Regions from separate parts of the Capra hircus genome. Here region 2 is linked to region 1. Evidence: chromatin contacts called from public Hi-C data. All regions are on one chromosome and are shown on one strand. The core of a region is the stretch at or near the end of the contact, and the rest is flanking DNA. Distances in the headings are between cores, read along the strand shown.

What was found. Hi-C and Micro-C count contacts between places; a contact is called where the count stands out from the background.
Region 2: a contact with region 1 is called in a Hi-C map of blood, with 2.4 times the contacts expected there. The contact joins the enhancer-like site here to the promoter of LOC102182511 in region 1. A contact is called at or near these places in 4 of 5 Hi-C or Micro-C datasets (blood and liver).

The regions. Positions count from the first base shown.
Region 1 is chr11:3,762,445-3,765,052 of ARS1.2, forward strand. LOC102182511 (cytochrome c oxidase assembly factor 5) reads right to left here and starts at 1,307. Exons shown (of 3, transcript XM_005686277.3): 1 at 1,149-1,307. The coding sequence starts at 1,247. UNC50 (protein unc-50 homolog) reads left to right here and starts at 1,312. Exons shown (of 6, transcript XM_018054898.1): 1 at 1,312-1,400.
Region 2 is chr11:3,995,276-3,997,883 of ARS1.2, forward strand. It overlaps KIAA1211L, which reads right to left. Exons shown (of 10, transcript XM_018054906.1): 4 at 812-947; 5 at 318-482. Among named protein-coding and RNA genes, the nearest start is that of KIAA1211L, 97 kb to the right of the region's middle. Within about 2 kb of position 1,281, at least 1 of the 5 cell types and tissues checked has an H3K27ac peak or open chromatin away from gene starts, as enhancers often do.

The sequences.
Region 1 (2,608 bases), core at 57-2,556:
GACTGATGCTGAAGCTGATAATCCAATACTTTGGCCACCTGATGAGAAGAACCGGCTCACTGGCAAAGACCTGATGCTGGGAATGATTGAAGGCAGGAGGACAAGGGGACGACAGTGGTTGAGATGGCTGGATGGCATCACCGACTCAAGGGACATGAGTTTGAGTAAACTCCGGGAGTTGGTGATGGACAAGGAAGGCTGGAGTGCTTCAGTCTATGGGGTCGCAAAGAGTTGGACACGACTTAGCGACTGAACTGAACTGAACGCCAGAATCCAGGTTTGTCAGTCGACTTTGAACTTCACTGGGCTTCCCAGATGGCGCTAGCGGTAAAGAACCACTAGCCAACCAGTTGCCAACGCAGGAAATACAAAAGACACGGGTTCGATCCCAGGTCGGGAAGATCCCCTGGAGGCGGGCACGACAACCCACTCCAGTATTCTTGCCTGGACCATCCCATGGACAGAGGAGCCTAGAGGGGTCGGGTCTACGGGGTCGCAAAAAGTAGGAAACGACTTAAGGCACGCATGATATCAGATTGGCTCCAGAGAAGACCTGTGGCTGTACTGAGGGAAAGATAGCAAATTCATGTCTCCCATCACAGCACCTAAAACCACAAGTTCAACGGTAGGGGGCGCGAGATACAAAGTGGTGAAAATAAAAAAGCTGCCTCTTTTACAGCTTATCCTGGAATACACAGAACTCAGCAAGTTCAGACCAGCACAAAGTAAATACAGCATCTATTCAGCCACAACTGAAGTGAGAAAGGAGGTTTCACGAGGCAACACAGTATGGCAGGTTCATGTAATTATGTGCTAATTTACTGGTTCTCATTTTCGAGGGCTCCAGAAACCTGTGATTCTCTCCTATATGCCTCCAGAACCCAGGAGAGCAGCAGCACTTCGTGTTTCTGCACCCGAGATGGTTTAAACTTTACAAAAACCCAACGGGGCAGCACGGTTTTCTCCAATTTCACCATTGGGAAGTCAGGTTCCGACAGTGGACTCGCCCAAGTTCATTAAGTCGGTGGAGAACTAGGACCGCGAACTCGGAGGCACGACTCAGCCATCACTGGGGCCCGCCAGGGACCCTCCGCCAGCCTCGCCTCCCCGCTTCGGGCCTCGGTCATCCGAGCACCCGGCCGGGCTACCTTGAGCACGCAGTCAGACTGCAGCAGACACAAGCCCAGATCCTCCTTCACGCCCGCGCACGCGCCGCCCTCAGGCTTGTCCTCGTAATACCGGGGCATGACTGCGCCTCCAGCTGGCCGCGGCCTCCACCCTCTCCTCTCGAGACGGCCCAGACTCCTCAGGACGCCAGTGACGCCGCGGCGGGCGGAACCGGAAAAAGACCGGTAGCAACCACTTCCGGTGGGCGCGCGGCGAGAGACGTAACGCGAGAGGTATCGCGCGCGGCGTTTGTGGGTCACGGGACGCGACGCGCCCCCTATGTGGTTGACGTAGCGAGGAGGGAAGTTGGCCCAGCGGCGGCTGGGTCGGCTGCTGGGCGGTGGTGGCGGGTGTATGTGAAGCCGGTGGACGCCGCCGCGGGGCTCCAGGTGAGGCCTGCCGACAGCCCCATCTACGCGCGACTCGGGCTCGCCGGTCGGCCTTTTCATCTGGCAACTTAAGGCCCCACATCACCCGGCCCTGCAGTGACCGCGCCCGGGTCCGGCTGCTCGGCCTGCGGTGGGGCTGCCAGACACCATCGCGGAGGCTGGTTACAGCCGAATTTCAGATAACAGCGAATGATGTCTGCATAGCTGCGGGTCTCACGCAGTGTTTCGGACCTGCTTATATTACAAATTATTGTTGTATCTGCGATGCAGTTGTAATTGGACGTCCTGTGTTTTTATGCTCAATCTGGCCGCCTTACCGGAGGCCCCGAGCCGGCGGGGAGCAGCTGGCGTCCTGGAGGCCTGGGGAGTGGAGCCCGACACTGGGCTGCCGGGGCGGGACATGGAGGCCGGAAGATGACCAGCGCCTCCCTGGCTTCAGACTGGTTGGACTGGACCCCCACGCTGTCGTTCCCCTGATGAACTATTCAGGAAGTAAAACACTATGCGTTTGAGTTTTGCCTTGTTTTTACATCCCATGCTAGTGAACGAGTTGCTTGTTGGTGAGGCGCTGATGGACTTGTGTGATAAGCCATTTACTTTACGTCGTCGGGAACATCGTTTCTGTTTGGCTTCAGCAAAGGCTTTTGCTTAAAGTCTTGATTGTTAGCACAGATGACAGGTGGACTTCAGACTGCCTGAGTTCAAATTTTGGCTCCATCACTATCTCTGCTTCTGGAGAAGGGGTGGGAGGAGGTGGGGAGAGGTGGAGCAGATCTGAGGATTGACGGAAATGAAGTACAGAGAATGGGTGGACCTTGTAAAAGCGTTATTGTGAAGGTTCAGAAGGCCACGGGGCAGCCCTTTCCTGAAGTGCAGTGGGCAGTTCTCCAGCTCCCAAATCAGCCTCAAAACCAAATTTACTCTCTTTTGAGTCCTGCCTCTTCTCAGGGATTGGGGCCAAAACGTAAGGTGACTTCTCTCCTAAATAACTCACAAGAGGGGTGCTAGGGGCTGGCAGTTTCTTCTGATGATTTGTATTAATAATATAAAAA
Region 2 (2,608 bases), core at 31-2,530, 230 kb after region 1:
GGGATACCTGCTCTGGTCATCTGCTCAGACAGGAAGAATGAGGTTGACTGCATGAGATCCACAACCACCGTGGAAAATGCTCCCCAAACCGTATCCCTGAATGAGACTTGAATTTCTGCTCAAAGAATGAAAATAAATACAGCCCAAGGACGGACAGTGGGCTCCAGTGAGCTGGCTGGAACCCCTCCAGGCACACTGAGCGGGAGTCTTCACAGGAATCTTCGGGGAACACACACAGGGGCCACCAGAGCCCGACGGCCCTGTGTGGAGGCAGGGGGAGGAGGTGGAGGGAGCTGGGTGGCGCAGGTGGTACTTGCCTTTATGGTAGTGCTGGAACCAATGTCATGGAGCAGGGACATCTCGGGGGGGCTCCTGGGCAGACCGTCATCCTCAGAGCTCATGCCGGCATCATCTCCCCGCTTGGTTGGAAGGCTCCCGGGAGGAGGTGGCGGCCCCATTTTCACATTACACTGTATTTTTAACTAGGTTGGAATAAAGAACATTTGCTGTAGTTTTCATCAGTGACTTTTCTCCCCAAATTCCCCTGCTGTAATTCATTCATTCCGGAGGTATTTTTAACATCCTTGCCCAGGCCGGGGAGCTAAATAAACTCAGTGTCTGCCACCAGTTCCCCTGCTGTCATCTTGAAAGTGAGTGGTTATGAATGAGGAGACATGGCCCGTCTGTAACTAACTGGGCGAGTCTTGGGAGAGCTGTGACGTGCATTCGATTAGGCTTTAAAATATATCAAGGAAAAGCAGGTATCATTTTAAGACTTCCCAATGCATATCCGCTGCCCAGGAAAGTTTACCTGCAGCGCTTTAATCCGGTCACACACGTTTTCTTGGGAAAACACCCGCACCGGCCGAGGAGGGTCCTGCCCCGATTCGGGGATGAAAATACTGTCGTGGGAGAGGGCCCGGCTCCCCAGCGCGCCCCTCGAGTCCCTAGGAAGAAAGAGGCACTGCAACTATGGGTTTGGGCTCGGGATCAACCTACGGGTATGAGGGTAAGGGCACACCCTCCAGCAACCGTCCAGCCGTATTTTGTTTGTAACTGCCCTGACTCAGCTCATTCCATCAAATACCACAGTCAACTATCTGAAGCTCTGCAGGGCTAGGAATTTTCCTGACATATCTGAAGGAGGTGTGAATTCTTTTCATTAAGGGGAAAACCGAGGTCTGATGAGGTGAGAGGCCCAGAACAGTAGGCCTGCAGAGAGGAAGGGCTGGCAGGGGGCCTGGGCTGGCTGGCAGGCTGTGAAGTGGGCTGTGCTGCACGCCCGGGGAGGGTCAGGTCGTCCCCTGTGGGCGAGCATGCACTCCCTTGGGGGGCCGGAGGCCGTGTTTGCACAGGAGAATGAGGGCCTGCTGGACAGAGGCATCCTCACCATGTGGTCCAGGACATACACAACCATGAATTTGAAATGAGGATGGCGGGCTTCCCAGGTGGCTCCCAGGTGGTAAAGAATCCGCCTGCCAATGCAGGAGATGCAGGTTCAGTCCCTGGGTTGGGAAGATAGCCTGGAGAAGGGAATGGCATCCCAATTTCTCGCCTGGAAAATCCCAAGGACAGAGGAGCCTGGCAGGTTAGAGCTCATGGGGTTTCAAAGAGTCAGAGATGACTGGGTGACCAAGAGCAAAAGGACAGATCAGGAAGATCCTGCATGTCTCGCAGCAACTAAGCCCCTGAGCCACGCTCCTGAGCAGCAGCTCCTGAGCCCAAGAGCCTGGATCCCGTGCTCTGCGGCAAGAGAAGCCACCGCAGTGAGAAGTGAGTGCTGCGACTCGAGAGGAGGCACCCCCCCTGCCCTGCTCACTCCACACGACCAGAGTAAAAGCCTGGGCAGCAAGGAAGGCCGAGCACAGCCAAAAATAAATAAGTAAATAAATAATTTACGAAACGAAAACTGCCAAGTGCAAAGCCACGCCCCCCTCACTGCTGATAATGATACTAGTGCAACTCGGCCAGCGTGTAGGTGGTAGGCCCTTCGGGCGTCATCGGCGCAGCCCGTTCCCCGGCCCCAGGCTCCAGGCTCCAGTTGGAGACGGAACCCACAGGATGTTCACAAAACATCCTAAGAGGCTGTGGTAGTTCGTGTCAGATGTTCCTAGTGGCAGTGGCAACCTGAACAATAGGTGGAAGGAGGTGACTCAGACGAGACGAAGGAAGGAAAGCCTGGCCCGCAGACACTGCCATCTTCAGCACCAGCTGCCCCCGACCCTGCCCTGGGCATCCTGTCCCCTGGGAGACCCTGGGGACTCCTGGGTGTGCCCTTGCTCCCCACAGACCTAACTGTGCTGGTTAGTGACGTGAGACGCCTGGGCCCTGGGGCCCTGCGCTGTAGAGCTGCGACGCTTGCACCTGGGCACACCTCCTCGAGAGGAACAAAATACAAGGAAACGTACGGACTGAAAATAACTGCATGCATGCGCAGCTGGGGCCAATTCTGGACAAAAGATACGGAGAGACCAGAAAACCCGACTGCTACTTTTGAAGAGAGGGACGCAAAAGCAGGGGGCCGCGCATGTCCCTTGCACCCGGCACCAGCTAAGCCACCCCTGTAGCCCGATCCCTGGACACACCTCTACCCTCACCTCATATAAGG